Linked DNA regions of Mus musculus: region 1 is linked to region 2. The links are chromatin contacts, called in public HiChIP or PLAC-seq maps. All regions are on one chromosome and are shown on one strand. Each heading gives the region's core, a stretch centred on a gene start, on an enhancer-like site or on the middle of the called end of the contact. The rest is flanking DNA. Distances are from core to core; before and after follow the strand shown.

Region 1 (6,432 bases), core at 2,157-4,656, 730 kb before region 2:
GGCATCAGCTCGGTGCGTCAGCACTGCCTGGTTAGAGAGTCTGGGAGGCAAATGCATGAGGTGCACAGCAGAATCCTAGGGAGGAAGATTGACTTCTTTTGAAAAGAAAGTTGTGACTACAAAGTTCTTTCCTCCCCGCCTTCTTCTTTTCTTGTTTTTGGTGGGATCAGGGGAGTAGTGTAAACTTCAGTGAGCCCCTAGGATATGCCTGGTACTTTTTAATATCTTCCAGAAGACAGAGGGTACCTCTGCCCCTGCCACATTTATGGGGAGGTTATTGGTCCCAAGTCAGGAAGCCGAAGGCTATGTGCCTTTGCTCTCCTCTTCACTTACACCTGGAGTACTGGCCCTGTCTAGCTCTGCAGGTTCATCTGGGGCAGGAGGGCACAGTGGTCAGGGAACTTCCCTTCACATCTCACTTTTACCTTTCTCATTCTGAGAACAATCTTCCATTGTGCCCTGTGTAAGTTTTCTGATTGGAATAGTTAATGGTTTAATTCCAGATACAATCACTCTGTTAGCTTCTCCGTGGAACCTGCAGCTCTTCCCTCTTTAGAACCTATGCTTCCCAGGAACCAGGGTATAGCAGCCCCGGTCCAGATAAATCAATGCAGCTCCACTTCCTCTGTCTTAAGATTTCCGGTTGCAATTCTGTTTTCCAAATACAAACCACACACACATATGTGTACATACACATGCACATACACATAGGTATTAAATTTACATGGTCTTACATCTTTCCAACATTCTTTCACTGAGATACCTTGGGTTTCTCCATTCTTTGAGATACAATGATTCTGAGTCTATGATGCTGACATTTGCTTTGTGGATATTTAAAGCACAACAACCTGTTCTAGCAGTTGCACTGTTTAAGCAGATGTGCACAACAGCTCTTTACAACCATTATCACACTGGTCAACCAACGCTTACGATGTTACTGTAATTCCCTGGAAGAGCTGAATTCTGTCCTTGATTACACCCTATAGGAAAAATACTGCCTCTTTACCCATCTTTGAAATTGATTGACTCTTCTTTTCCATATCTATTAATTCTGTACCCGGCCCCAAGCTTCAAACGTCTGCAATAAGTAATGATTAGTCCCCACTTCGTCCCAGCTCCCGTCTCCCTCTTGACCTTGCTCATGGAGTTCAGTCTGATGGATGTAATCACCCATGCTTCACTGTAGTTACATTCGTCATGGTGCTTGTTAGAATCATCATCATTCCTACTGCACCTTAGTCAACATAGTAAACGTGTTTGCACGTAGTTGTCTTTATTTCGTCAGCTAAGTTTCAACTACATGTGTCATTTTACATGATCAATAAATAACCTGTCAGCCAAATGACTCTGATACAGTAATAAAAGATTGCTAATTGGGAACAAAATCTGAAGACTAGCAAGAATTTTATAAATCCAGATAGTGGCATTTCATTGATCTTGAATCCACAGGTTCAGAATTTATTGTTAACTTAGTCCTTCAGATTAATTTATTAAAATAATAGATATAAAATATGTACAATATGCACCTATATATTTATTGACTTTAATGAATTAAAAAGCATTTAAGTATTTAAAAAAAATTAAATCTGATCCACACTGACCATTCATTGACTTGCTGACGTAGCCTAAAACACTCTTTTGCTTTACTTAGAGCCTGGTTTTTGTTGTTGTTGTTGTTTTCTTTTATAGTATGAAGGCTGTAGAGTGGCAATGTACTCTACTGACAATGCACATACCTTTTAACTTTTGTTCTTTTTATGGTCATAGTATGTGCATGCGGATAAATAAATGCACAATTCTTTAGCTCCAGAAATGTTTATCCCAAGCTCTGAAAACATAGCTTAAATAATACACTGGCTAGCTGGCATCTCAGCATTGCTGTTTATGTTATAAGGCTTATAGTACCACTCTGTAAAATATATACTCATTTATTTCGTGTTTAATCTAAAGTGTAGAGTTTCGGGCTGGGAACGGATTGCAGATTGTTCTCTCCTGGTTAATTTTGGCTTTAAGTATATTGATCACTTTATCATTTTCTTGTGTTAAACTGCTTTAAACACAGCACAAATGTTACTCTCATCATGCCAGAAATGGGGTTGGAATTGATTTTGAGTTTCCATTAATTTTACTCTTTGCTCTCTATGAGAAGTTTTTCACTTGTTTAAACTCAGAAAGATACTTTTGTTCAAAAGATGTGTCAGTGCGATGACAAGGGAGTCTCTGCTGGCCTGGGAACCTCAGATGTCTACAGAAGGAAGAAGTTATCAAATTCACTGCCATGGACTTTGCTGAAATTAGTGAAGACTCATTCATCCTAATGCAGTTTCAAGGGCTTCCTCCCTCTTCTCTTCACAGAAGAGCTCAGCAAAGCACACATCTCCTAAGAAGCCCCCCTGATTGGTCCGGGCTGGCACTGTTTCAGTGTTTGGCCTACGGCGGCTGCTTAGGAATAATTTTCTCTCATCCTCTCTATTTTCCTGGACTGTATCAAACTCAGACACGTGGTGTGCAAAGGAAATCCAAGGCCTTAAAAATGCTTTTTATTTTGGTAGTAAGGCCATTGCCAGTTCTGTTTTGGCCAAATGATCTTATCAAGATTTAACAAGAGATTCTCAATAACACCTCTAATCTGTGAGAAGACATTAGATCAAGGAAGATAATTTATTCCATCTTGCATACATCTACCTTCCTTCCTGGCACCAAGGAGGGACAATGATCAAACTTAGTATTGGTACTGAAGATAATACAAAGTGACAAGAATGCTATGGCAATTACTCATTTTGATTAATTTAAAAATTGATAAATAAGTGGGTTTTTTTCTATATTACAGCAGACACTAGAGATCCATTTTCGGTCACTGTTGGGTATTTCTGCTCCTATAAAGGCACCTTACAAATCTGCTGTGCTGTCCACAGTACTGTCACAATTCGTCAGATTCTCTAGACTAACTAGATGAAACAACTGCATTTCAGCATTAAGATTCCTTTTCGGAGTCAAATAAAAGGAGAGCCGTACAGTTCAAACAGCTTGAAAGGCTTGTCACAAACACAGCCAAACCTGTACACATTATCTGTTTTTCTAGGTTTGGAGTACCAGTCTATAAAGTACCAGTCCCTTGTATGGTAACTGGGTTTTACTTCACACTTAGGAGTATTCAAACCCACAGGGAGAAGTTTAGATAGGTAAACTTCACTTCCTACCCTATCTATCTTTACTGCTCCCCTGCAGTTTTGTGTTTCGGAACACATGCTTCATGCCTTTAAAAAGTGCCAGGAAATCTCTTCCTGCAGCTACACAAGCTTTGGTTTTATGTGTGTATCATGACACACCTTAATACAGAGAGTCCCAGCAACTGCAGTGGGACTTTAATTTAAATCCAGACTTAGGGCGAAGAGCTCCATCTACTGAATCAGTTAGATCCTCGCTGGCACCCTAGAGTTATCCCCTTCAGTACTCTAACACTGAGAAGCCCTGTAGAGAACAGAGAAGTTACAGACATGACCGGCAAAAACTAGCTGTGAGCCTAATGCTCTTTTTGATATTTCCCAGATGCCCTAAGACCCCTTTCCTTTGTCCTTCCCAGTTTTCAAAGCTTTCCATGTTTCAATATAGAACAGAAGCGGGTGCTCTGCCATGTGAACCATCTCTCAGAAGCAATAGAAAGCCATTGGCATTGAAGGGAGAGCCTCAAGTAAGTGAAGGAAAGATACGCGAAGAAAATCCCTGTCCCTGGCAGACTGAATAAACCAGGAAAATTCAGAGAAAAGGATAGCTTCCTTACCCCCTACCTTGTATGATTGCTGAAAGGCTCCAGCCCCCAGGATCAGCTCTCTGGGCCCCTCCTTGGCTGCACAGTGTTGCTGTGGCATTGAAAATTTGCTGTGGCTTCCTAAGATTATAGGGAAATGCTCCAGCAAGCCAAAAAAGTCACAAACAAAAATTCAAAGGAAATAAAAAAAAAAAAAAAACCAAAAAAAAAAAAAAAACCTCCCAAAAACCAACAACAACAAAAAATCCAACCCACCAGCATAAAGCAGCTGATTTTATTGGAGAAGGTCTTGGCATGTTCCTCCATATGCCACAATTTTCTTTGGTCCTTCCTAGGTCTATGATCAGAAAACTCATTGTGCCATCCTTACTAGCGCCGTTTTTCTCAGGGTTGCTGATGGCACAGCATGGACAAATGGATCCAGGAGAAGCAAGCTAAAGAGCATATAGATGTCCTGTTCACTTGAAAGCTTTCCAGGAGATCACAGTTTTACAAGTTTCTTTCTCAGAATATCAGTGACATAGAGAAACATATACTCTGTCTAGCTTAGAGAAGAATAAATCAAAATTAAAGAAAAAAACAAACAAAAAACCAAACCACTTGTTAACACACTAACAGATACGGAACACAGCAAGTGGTATTTGAATAAACTTCAACATTAATATATCTGCATAAAATGGAGGAGTGTGTAAAACCTATGAAATATAAATTAAGGTAACTTATAAGGATATAAATATATGTTTATAAACATATAATAATCAGAACTAACAGTTTATAGGATTTTAAAATTACAGAAAAATGATAAAAGTTCGCGGATTCTTTTTCTTTTATATAAAAATATAATTAACATAAATATTAAGTGTCTTTGTGTATCTTTTATTGTATATGTAAGTATGCATTAATATGTTTATCTATAACTATATACAGACACACACAGACACACACACACACACACCTGCATAAAGTTATACCGATTGGCAATAAAAGGTAGTAGGTTGAAAGAAAGTTAAAACTCTGAATTACTTCAAAGTGGGTATTGCAAATATCAATAGGCTACCTATAGGCTTCTTAATATTTCTTTTTTAACACGCTGAATTTTCAAATTTGATCTTAAAGCACACAAAGAAGACAGAATTAGAAAATCACTGCATAGCAAAATATATTCTGTTAAAAACCGATCAGTCACATTTATTATAATGTTTAAAATTCATGAACTTAAAATACAAAAACAAAACAAAACAAAACAACAACAAAATCCAAACAGCTAATTAGATTTGTTTTACAAATCTTTTCAAGACAAGTTCACTTCCGAGTCACAAGTATGAGAAATTTCATCCTCGAGGGTAACTTGTTTGAATAGTTAAAAAGGCCTCCCAAAATGAAAACCAAATCTCTACCATGACTATAACAGAGAGCTAATGACGAACTGCACTCGAGCAGGAGCAATGAGAACTGTGAAGCTTACGAACAACAGTGCAGACCTCAGAAGATGCCTACATGAGACAACATCACATCGAGAGTGGAGATAAAGCTTTCTGGAAGTGGGAAGTGTTTCCACTACTGACTGGAGAGACTGTTCCTCAGCAGCTATGACAACACACTGAACCAGCAAGAGCACCTGGGTGTGTATCTGCAGGAGGAAAGTACAGGACCAACTGAGCAAGAGGCCAGTCCAATTCTTTTGTCACTTGCCTTTGGAAGGCTGGCTTTAAAAAAAAAAAAAAAAAAAAAAAGCCTGTACAAAAGACACATGTGTTCCTTTTCGGGTATTATAACAGGCCCACCTAGATTTAGCTTTCGATTCCAGATGAGCTCAGACATGTTCAGACTAGCACATCTTTGCTCTGTAAGCACTGAGCTGCTAGCATTTTACTGGCAAATTCGCGGATCCCTAAATTTATGCACAATAGATGCCCTTAAATCTGCAAATCTTCTGTTTCAGGCAAATTCCTCCTTGAGTTAAAAAATTTCCCCATTTACTCTGCTAGTAATAAGCCAGAAAGTTAAGGCAGGCAACTCATACAGGAAAGAAAAGTTGAATAGTACTTACCCTAAGTACAGTGTGCAAGCCTTAGAGGGCAATTCACTTTTTCTCTAGGATAGTTAGAAGGGTATCCAGGTCTGAGCTCAGCTCCTGCCCCTTTCCCTTCTGGAAAACTGAGGAGACTCACTGAAGGTGCCTCAGAGAAGAATCCCACAAACCGACAGCCTTACCTGTGGCCATTCAGAAGATTGCATTGGTGTGTATTTAAAACTATGAATAAAGTCAGAGACAGCGCATGCTCAGCAGGCAATTTAAAAATATTTATAACATTGTTGTCTCGAAAACAAATTTCCTCAAACAAAGCAAAACTCACATTTCTTACCCATGCCAAGTTTAACGTTCTGAGACAGAGCTGTTTTGGAGTTTTCCGTTGGGGGAAAAAGGTTTCTAAAAAAAATTTTTTTTTTGAGCTGAAAGAGAATAGTTCTCCCTTCCCTTTTGGGTACTCTTAAAGGGGTGGAATAAATTTCTCTTCAAGTTTCAACAAAACTCACAATTGGTTATAAAAAAAAAAGACATTGCACATTAAAGGTCCATGAAAAATAATTTCAGAACAAGTAACAAGAAGCTAAAATCTACAGGTCTGAAGGATGTAGCGGTCACCTGAGTCTTTAAGGCA
Region 2 (6,839 bases), core at 3,760-6,259:
AGGCCTCTGGTAGGAGGTTAGACACGTGGCTCCTTAGAGGGAAACCTGCTCCAGCACGGCAGATCCTGATGAGAAGAGGTAGTCCATGGTTTTAAGGCATTTATTTTAGAAAGGCAGAGAGAAGGAGAGAGTAGACAAGCAGAGGGCAGCCATGGCCATGTGGAGACAGGGGAGAAGGGAGGGGGAGAGAGGGGGAGCAAGAGAACAAGAGAGTAAGAGAGCAAGAGACAGAGGAAGGGGGCAAGCAGCTCCTTTTATAGTGGGCTGGGCTACCTTGCTGTTGCCAGGTAACTGTGGGGAGGAGCATACCTGGCTGTTGCCAGGTAACTGTGGGAATGGAGTCCAGACAGAATACCAGGAGCTTGGGACATTGCCTATGTGACTGATGGCCACACACCTCTCTGCAGGGGGCTGGGGGGGGGCTGTAGCTGTGACAGGAGCCAGGGGCCCAGGAGGCGTGGCCGAACTCCTACTGTCCCATGAAGGCAGATGTCACTGCCTACCAGGTATCAGGGGTTCTAGGCCTATGCTCAACTGGAGACCAGTTCACTGCTCACTCCACATACCCTCTTGACTCCCCTCCCCATGCTGTGAATAATCTCTATTCTATACTGTACCATCATGTGGCTGGTCCCTCAGAGGAAAAGGATGCCTCCGCATGGGCCTGCCAAGGCATCCCCTTCACCAATACTTGACTACACCTCCACCAAACATATTCCCTCTCTCTTTGTCTTTTTATAAACACATCAACTTTGTTCTAATTATATTTATCTAATCCTCTATTCTCACAGAATCCCATCTTATTTTATTCAGATATTTTCTCAAGAATATTTTAATAAAATAAGTATGAAAGGTTGCTATTTCTTCACCCTGTTATTCTTCGTAACTTCTATTCAGTGTCACGGGGTCCTTAGTTGTGCACAGCATCATAACATATCTTCCAATCTTTTTTATGTTTTAATTTTCTATACTCAGTTCTATTAGCTGTTGAAGATTTGACATTCATATAGTTTCGGGAGTTACACCCAATGTAATGTTAACAACGTCCCTTCTTGTTTTAAGAAGTGTTCTGTTTTTCTAGCTTATGCTTCATCTGTTTAAAATATGCCACAGAATTTTCTTGTCTACAATAGTTTTTAATAGCAATTGGTTTGTGTCTTTCTAACTTGCTTCTGCAAAGTTAATAACGAACATCCTCCTTTTAAATATCCTCTCTCTGTTGTGCCTTTGAACACAAGCCAATCTTCCCCCACACCCTTTATTACCAAAAAATTTCATCCACTGTGCCAGGGGACTCATCTAGAATTGACTGGCCAGTCACAAAGGACTCTGCAGAGTCTTTGCCTTAAAAACCACGTCATGGTCCACCAACACAATGTGGTAAGGCAGAGTAAAAAGAAGGCAAGAGAAAAACAGGAAATTATACTCTCACAGGAAATTGTAGTAATAAAGCTGAAAAGCCAAGGAAGTAACTGGCCCGCAAGTCATAAAATCCTAATCATGTGGCAGGGACAAATTGAAGCTCAGTCGCCTGCAGAGCTTCACATTGTTCTTCCAGTCATTACTCACTTCTAAATTCGAGCCTTTGTGACTTCAAAGTCATAGGATCATTTCACAGTTGGAGTAACTAAGGCAAAAAGAAATTAGGTAGCATACTTCAAGTTTCACCTTAAAGACTGCCTAGGACATGGGTCTCCTGACTTGGATCAGCAAAGACATTTCCCCAGTAATTGAAATTTCTTGGGATCAGTTTGCCAGGCCTTGTTTGCTTCACATTTTAATGTAATAAATTCTCCTCACAAAACCTTTCAAAAAAACAGTATGTCTTTTATTTATGGAGATTATAAGATAATTGCATCATTTCCCCCTTCCCTTTTCTCATCCAAACTCTCCCATATACCTCCTGTTGGGCTGTCTCAAATTCGTGGACATGTGGCCATTTTTGCAGATGAAGATCTAAAAATTGGAATTTTACTGTGAAAGTACCCACCTTACTCCACAAAGCAGGCTTGCATGCATGAAATAACTTTATTGTTTGAGTGTTAATATATCAGCGGCCTGAGAGGGGCAGGAAGAAGAACATGTTCTTTTTCAAGGAGAGTAGTTGCCTGGTAGTTGCCATAGAAACTGGAAACCGATGTACAGATATCCTGCTAGAAAATTTCCACATATTGAAGATGTCTTGCTGTCTGATCGATAGCTAAGAGAGTTTGATTAGCTTCATTAATTAAAGCAGAGGTACCTACAATGGAGAGAATGTGTCTTAGCTAATATGCAAATCTGTTTCTTGGGGTCTGAGAAAAATATCATGTAAGTGTTTTTAATGAAGCATAATGTACACAAGTGCACATATCATAAGCATAGAGCTTAATGAGATGCCTCATAGTGGATGCGGCTGTGCCTCTGATTCAATAGTAATAATATCAAAAATGTTAGTAACATTCTAGAAGCAATTTGTGTGCTCCCTTCTAGCCAGTGCTCTTCCAAAGAGGCTCCTAGCACTGTGTGTGTGTTACTTCACTGTTTGGAGGCTCTAGAGCAAGGGAGCATGCAGCATGCAGGTGTGTGTGTGTGTGTGTGTGTGTGTGTGTGTGTGTGTGTGTGTGGTTTGTTTTTTGTCTTAAGTCAGTTTTCTTACATTCAACATTACACCTGTGTGTAACATGACTAGGGTTTTTTTTTCCTGTACTTTTTAATTTTTATTTATTTATTTATTTATTTATTTATTTTATTTATTTATTTTGGTTTTTCAAGACAGGGTTTCTCTGTATAGCCCTGGCTGTCCTGGAGCTCACTTTGTAGACCAGGCTGGCCTCGAACTCAGAAATCCGCCTGCCTCTGCCTCCTGAGTGCTGGGATTAAAGGCGTGCGCCACCACGCCTGGCCTAATTTTTATTTTTAAAAGTATTTTTTTGTCTATAACATGTATTTTAGTGCTTGGTGCCTATAAGCAAACCGAGTATGCTTCCAAGTTTAAATGATTCTAAGATTAAGGAATGACAGCACTTATTTGAATTTCTTGACATTGGCTCACGCCTTTAATCCCAGCACTTGGGAGGCAGCGGCAGGCAGATTTCTGAGTTAATCTCATCTCATTAATCCCAGCCTGGTCTACAAAGTGAGTTCCAGGACAGCCAAGGCTACACAGAGAAACCCTGTCTCGAGAACCAAAACAAAAAACAAAAACAAAACAAAACATAAAACAAAACAAAACAAAATTTCTTGACTTGAAACCCAAGCTGAATTTATGAGTTCAGAGAGAACCAATTGTTCATAGCCATAAACTATAGTGACGCCAGCTAGAGATTGCTTATGTATTGTTGAATACCCACTATGCATGAATCTTTGAAGGTATTCTGATAGTTATGAAGGCAAGTAAAGGAGGAGGAGGAGGAGGAGGAGGAGGAGGAGGAGGGGTGGCAGTGGCTCATATTCTCAAGGAGTCTATCAGTCTTATCGGGGAAACAGAGCACTAAACTCAAATGATTATTCCAGGCAAAATTAAGAATCTACAAAACAGAAACAGCTGAGAAGATGCAGGCGCATCGATAAAGCATGACCCATCTCCCAGAAACCTATAAAAGTCCCATTGAGATAAACTTTGAGCTTCCTCTAACCTTCCAGCTTCTAAGATTTCATTAAAATTCTCTGTACAAAAGTAGGATCTTTATTCCCACTGGCTAGCCATTAGAGTTTATGGCTGTTCAGCGTATCCAGCACTTAGTCAAGAGGGGGCAGCATTCATCCTTTTTCTGAAACGAGTAGAACTCTGGCTGCCTGTCTTTCTAGGAAAAGAATACTTTAATCAGATAGAATTTCAGAGCATGCATATATTTTATGCCCCTGTTTTAATTGTTTGTTTATAGAGATGGTAACTGATGTGTACAGCTATGTTACTGAGACCAACAAATGAGTCCTGTTTAAGTAAGTGGAGCTGTGTCAGTGCCCAGAGATCCCCTTTCTCTGCCTTTGTCCCTTTCCTGGGCGTGGCAGCCTTGCTCAGACTCAGATTGCAAAAGGGCGGTGGCTGAAATGAACAAAAGAATTCAGACTTCTACTTTTCCCCAAAGAAAAGGCCAGCCAAGGGGAAGCCCCGGGAAAAAAAGGACTGTGTGTCTCCCATTGTTCTAACTATCTGATGCTTTCTTTCTTTTTCTTTCTTCTGAATGTTTGTTTACCTTAAACCTGTATTTGTAAGCATTGTTATTATAATAAAGGTAACTAAATAATCCCACTGGGGATTAGTGGCTGCCTTCTGTTTTAGGGGTGGTCTCCTTATCAACCAAGTAACCCTTAGAGCCCTTAGAGTTAAAGCAATGCATAGTGCCTGGTAGTTCTTTTCCAGCAGAAGCAGGGGCAGGGGCGTGGTAGTGAAAACTGAGAGAGGTTTAGCTGAAGCTATCAGACCACGTGTCTCTCTGACCTCCAACTGCCAGACCTCCAGATAACCAACTCCCTTTTGTTAGTGAGCCACTTTGATTTTAATGAGAGACATATAACCCCTCCCATGTTTTACGTGATTGACTTTGAGAAAATCAATGTTGATGGCCAAAAACGCCAAATTAACATCAGAGTAGATTTCCTTATACTGTATACAGCCTTAAATAGCCCTCTGAATGACATTTTGTTTTTTATTTAAGGAGTAGACCTTAGCCAAATGTCCTTGAATGATAAAAGAGAGTTGGCCCTCCCCATAATTAGCTTTTGTAAATATCAAGTCAAGGGTCAGAGCAAAGGTCATCTGATTTCTTTCTTTTGTGTAGAACAAGGGGCTTTAGTGACCATGACTGATTTTAGATCCAGCAAAGAATGAGGTCATTGCTTTTTACACAGACTGCATTGGATGAATCACAGAAACCATGGCAGTAACGTGAATACCAAATAATAACTGATAATTTGCGTACCAGTTACAAATACGCCTAATCTTAGATCTAGTAAAATGCTTTACTCTGTCAAGGAAATGAGGCTGCGGGATCAGCTCCTGAAAGGATTGCCAGTGACCTCATGCAGCTGTGATGTGAAGCTACAAAGCACTTGTCACATGCCACAGCTGAGGTCAGAAGTAGATCCTATCCAGGGACTTCACAGAGGGCGATAAAAAAAAAACCTCCGACTTTTAACTCTTTCAGCACTAGTCACGTAAACGCTACAATATATAAAATTTCAAGCTCATTTGAGAAATAAGACAAAAAATATTTTCATTTCTTTTGAAATTAAGCATCAGGGTTTGGAAACCACTTCTACTTAAACCAAACAGTGATTTCAAATGTGTTCATCAAGTGATGCTTTAGACTTTCCTTTTTAGAAAAAAAAAAAAAAAAAAGAAATAAAAAGGAAAAGACAGAACTGCTCCTCGATATGGGGGAGGAGGGATGTCATTGTAGATGAAAGGGGGAGCTTAGCCAGACTCAGAGACATCTGGGAGAATCCCGAGTGGACATGACCCTGAGCCATCGGAGTATGGGAGGGAGGAGAAGGGAGAGGAGAGAGAGGGAACCAGTTGCAGCAACCTATAGGGCAAAGATACAAAAAGTGTGGGTAACCAAAATGGCTGGATCATATAGGGGGGAGCAATCCAGCCCCCTGGGCTAGAGAGTTCAGGGTAGGGGGCAGAGATGCAAACGAGGAAGAACTTGTAGCAGGTAGGGGCTGAAGAACGCTGGGAGAACATGGATGCCACATTTGCTTTGATATGTTAAATAGGCACTTCAGCCATTTGTCCCAGAATTTGAAATTTAATATAAACCATCCTATCTTGGGATGGTAAGGTCTGAAAAATCTCTCCAGGATGTAAACACTGTGGTTGTAAAATGAGGACAATATCAGGCGAGCTGGTACAGCTGGGCAACCCTCCCTGGACAAGGTCTTGGAGGTCATTTAATCTAACTGCCTTATTTCACAATGAGGAAAACTTTGGCCTATGCATATTATAAGATATATGTGGAATTAGTTTTCTTCCTAGTTATTTACAATGTGTTTTCCTAGGTTCTCAGGAAACATAATAAACTTAGACCAGTAGATCATTGCAAGAGTGATAAGAATGGGAGATAGGGAATTTTAGGGAGTGGGACCCTGAAGGCAGTATCTCCATTCTTGTCCTCAGCCAGAAGCTAGATTTGTCCTCTTATGCTGGCTAGAGGCCAGGAATGCCAGAAGGAATCTCTGGTTTCTTGTTATCTCTCTCTTCTCCGCAATGCATCACTCCTGCCTGGAAGCTTTACTGAGTAAGGCCAAACCCCAGTATTGGCGCTAGTCCCTTCTGGTGAGTAATTTTGGAGCTGGGTCTCCGGATTTCAATAGTGGAAATAGCTACATCTACTCCCCAGTATAACCCATCTCTTAAATGATTCCTGAGCCTTAACTTTTGAGAGGGTAATGCTAGATAGCCAGATAGGAATTATTGGAGGGCACTGAGGATAGATTCCTCTCTTGTAGTTATTTTTGGACCCATCCCTCATTTCTCTCCCAATTACATTAGAAGCAGAAATTGTCCTCCACCCCAAGCACCCTGATCAAAACAAGGAGGATCACCTTGGACCCTGGGTGGAGGCGCAGTGATCTGGTGCAAACTATTGGACCTGGTATCTGCTATTGACTCCTCTTTCAAGAGTTGAGTCTACGAGACTCGAGCCCCGGGCTACCTTGCCAGCAGAGTCTTGCCCAACACCCGCAAGGGTCCACACGGGACTCCCCACGGGACCCTAAGACCGCTGGTGAGTGGATCACAGTGCCTGCCCCAATCCAATCGCGCGGAACTTGAGACTGCGGTACATAGGGAAGCAGGCTACCCGGGCCTGATCTGGGGCACAAGTCCCTTCCGCTCGACTCGTGACTCGAGC

What was found. HiChIP or PLAC-seq counts read pairs in DNA pulled down with a chosen protein or histone mark.
Region 1: an H3K4me3 HiChIP or PLAC-seq map of forebrain shows a contact between it and region 2, with 4 times the contacts expected there. The contact joins two enhancer-like sites. A contact is called at or near these places in 5 of 115 datasets of contacts at active chromatin or transcription factors (cardiomyocytes, embryonic forebrain, forebrain and 2 more) and 1 of 9 other capture datasets (embryonic tail).

What each region holds. Positions count from the first base shown.
Region 1 is chr16:43,507,710-43,514,141 of GRCm38.p6, reverse strand. All of the region lies in intron 5 of Zbtb20 (zinc finger and BTB domain containing 20), which reads right to left. Among named protein-coding and RNA genes, the nearest start is that of Gm15713, 91 kb to the right of the region's middle. Within about 2 kb of position 3,406, at least 37 of the 459 cell types and tissues checked have an H3K27ac peak or open chromatin away from gene starts, as enhancers often do. A contact at or near this core is called in embryonic forebrain and forebrain, where this site is marked.
Region 2 is chr16:42,779,506-42,786,344 of GRCm38.p6, reverse strand. All of the region lies in intron 1 of 4932412D23Rik (RIKEN cDNA 4932412D23 gene), which reads left to right. Among named protein-coding and RNA genes, the nearest start is that of 4932412D23Rik, 93 kb to the left of the region's middle. Within about 2 kb of position 5,009, at least 137 of the 459 cell types and tissues checked have an H3K27ac peak or open chromatin away from gene starts, as enhancers often do. A contact at or near this core is called in embryonic forebrain and forebrain, where this site is marked.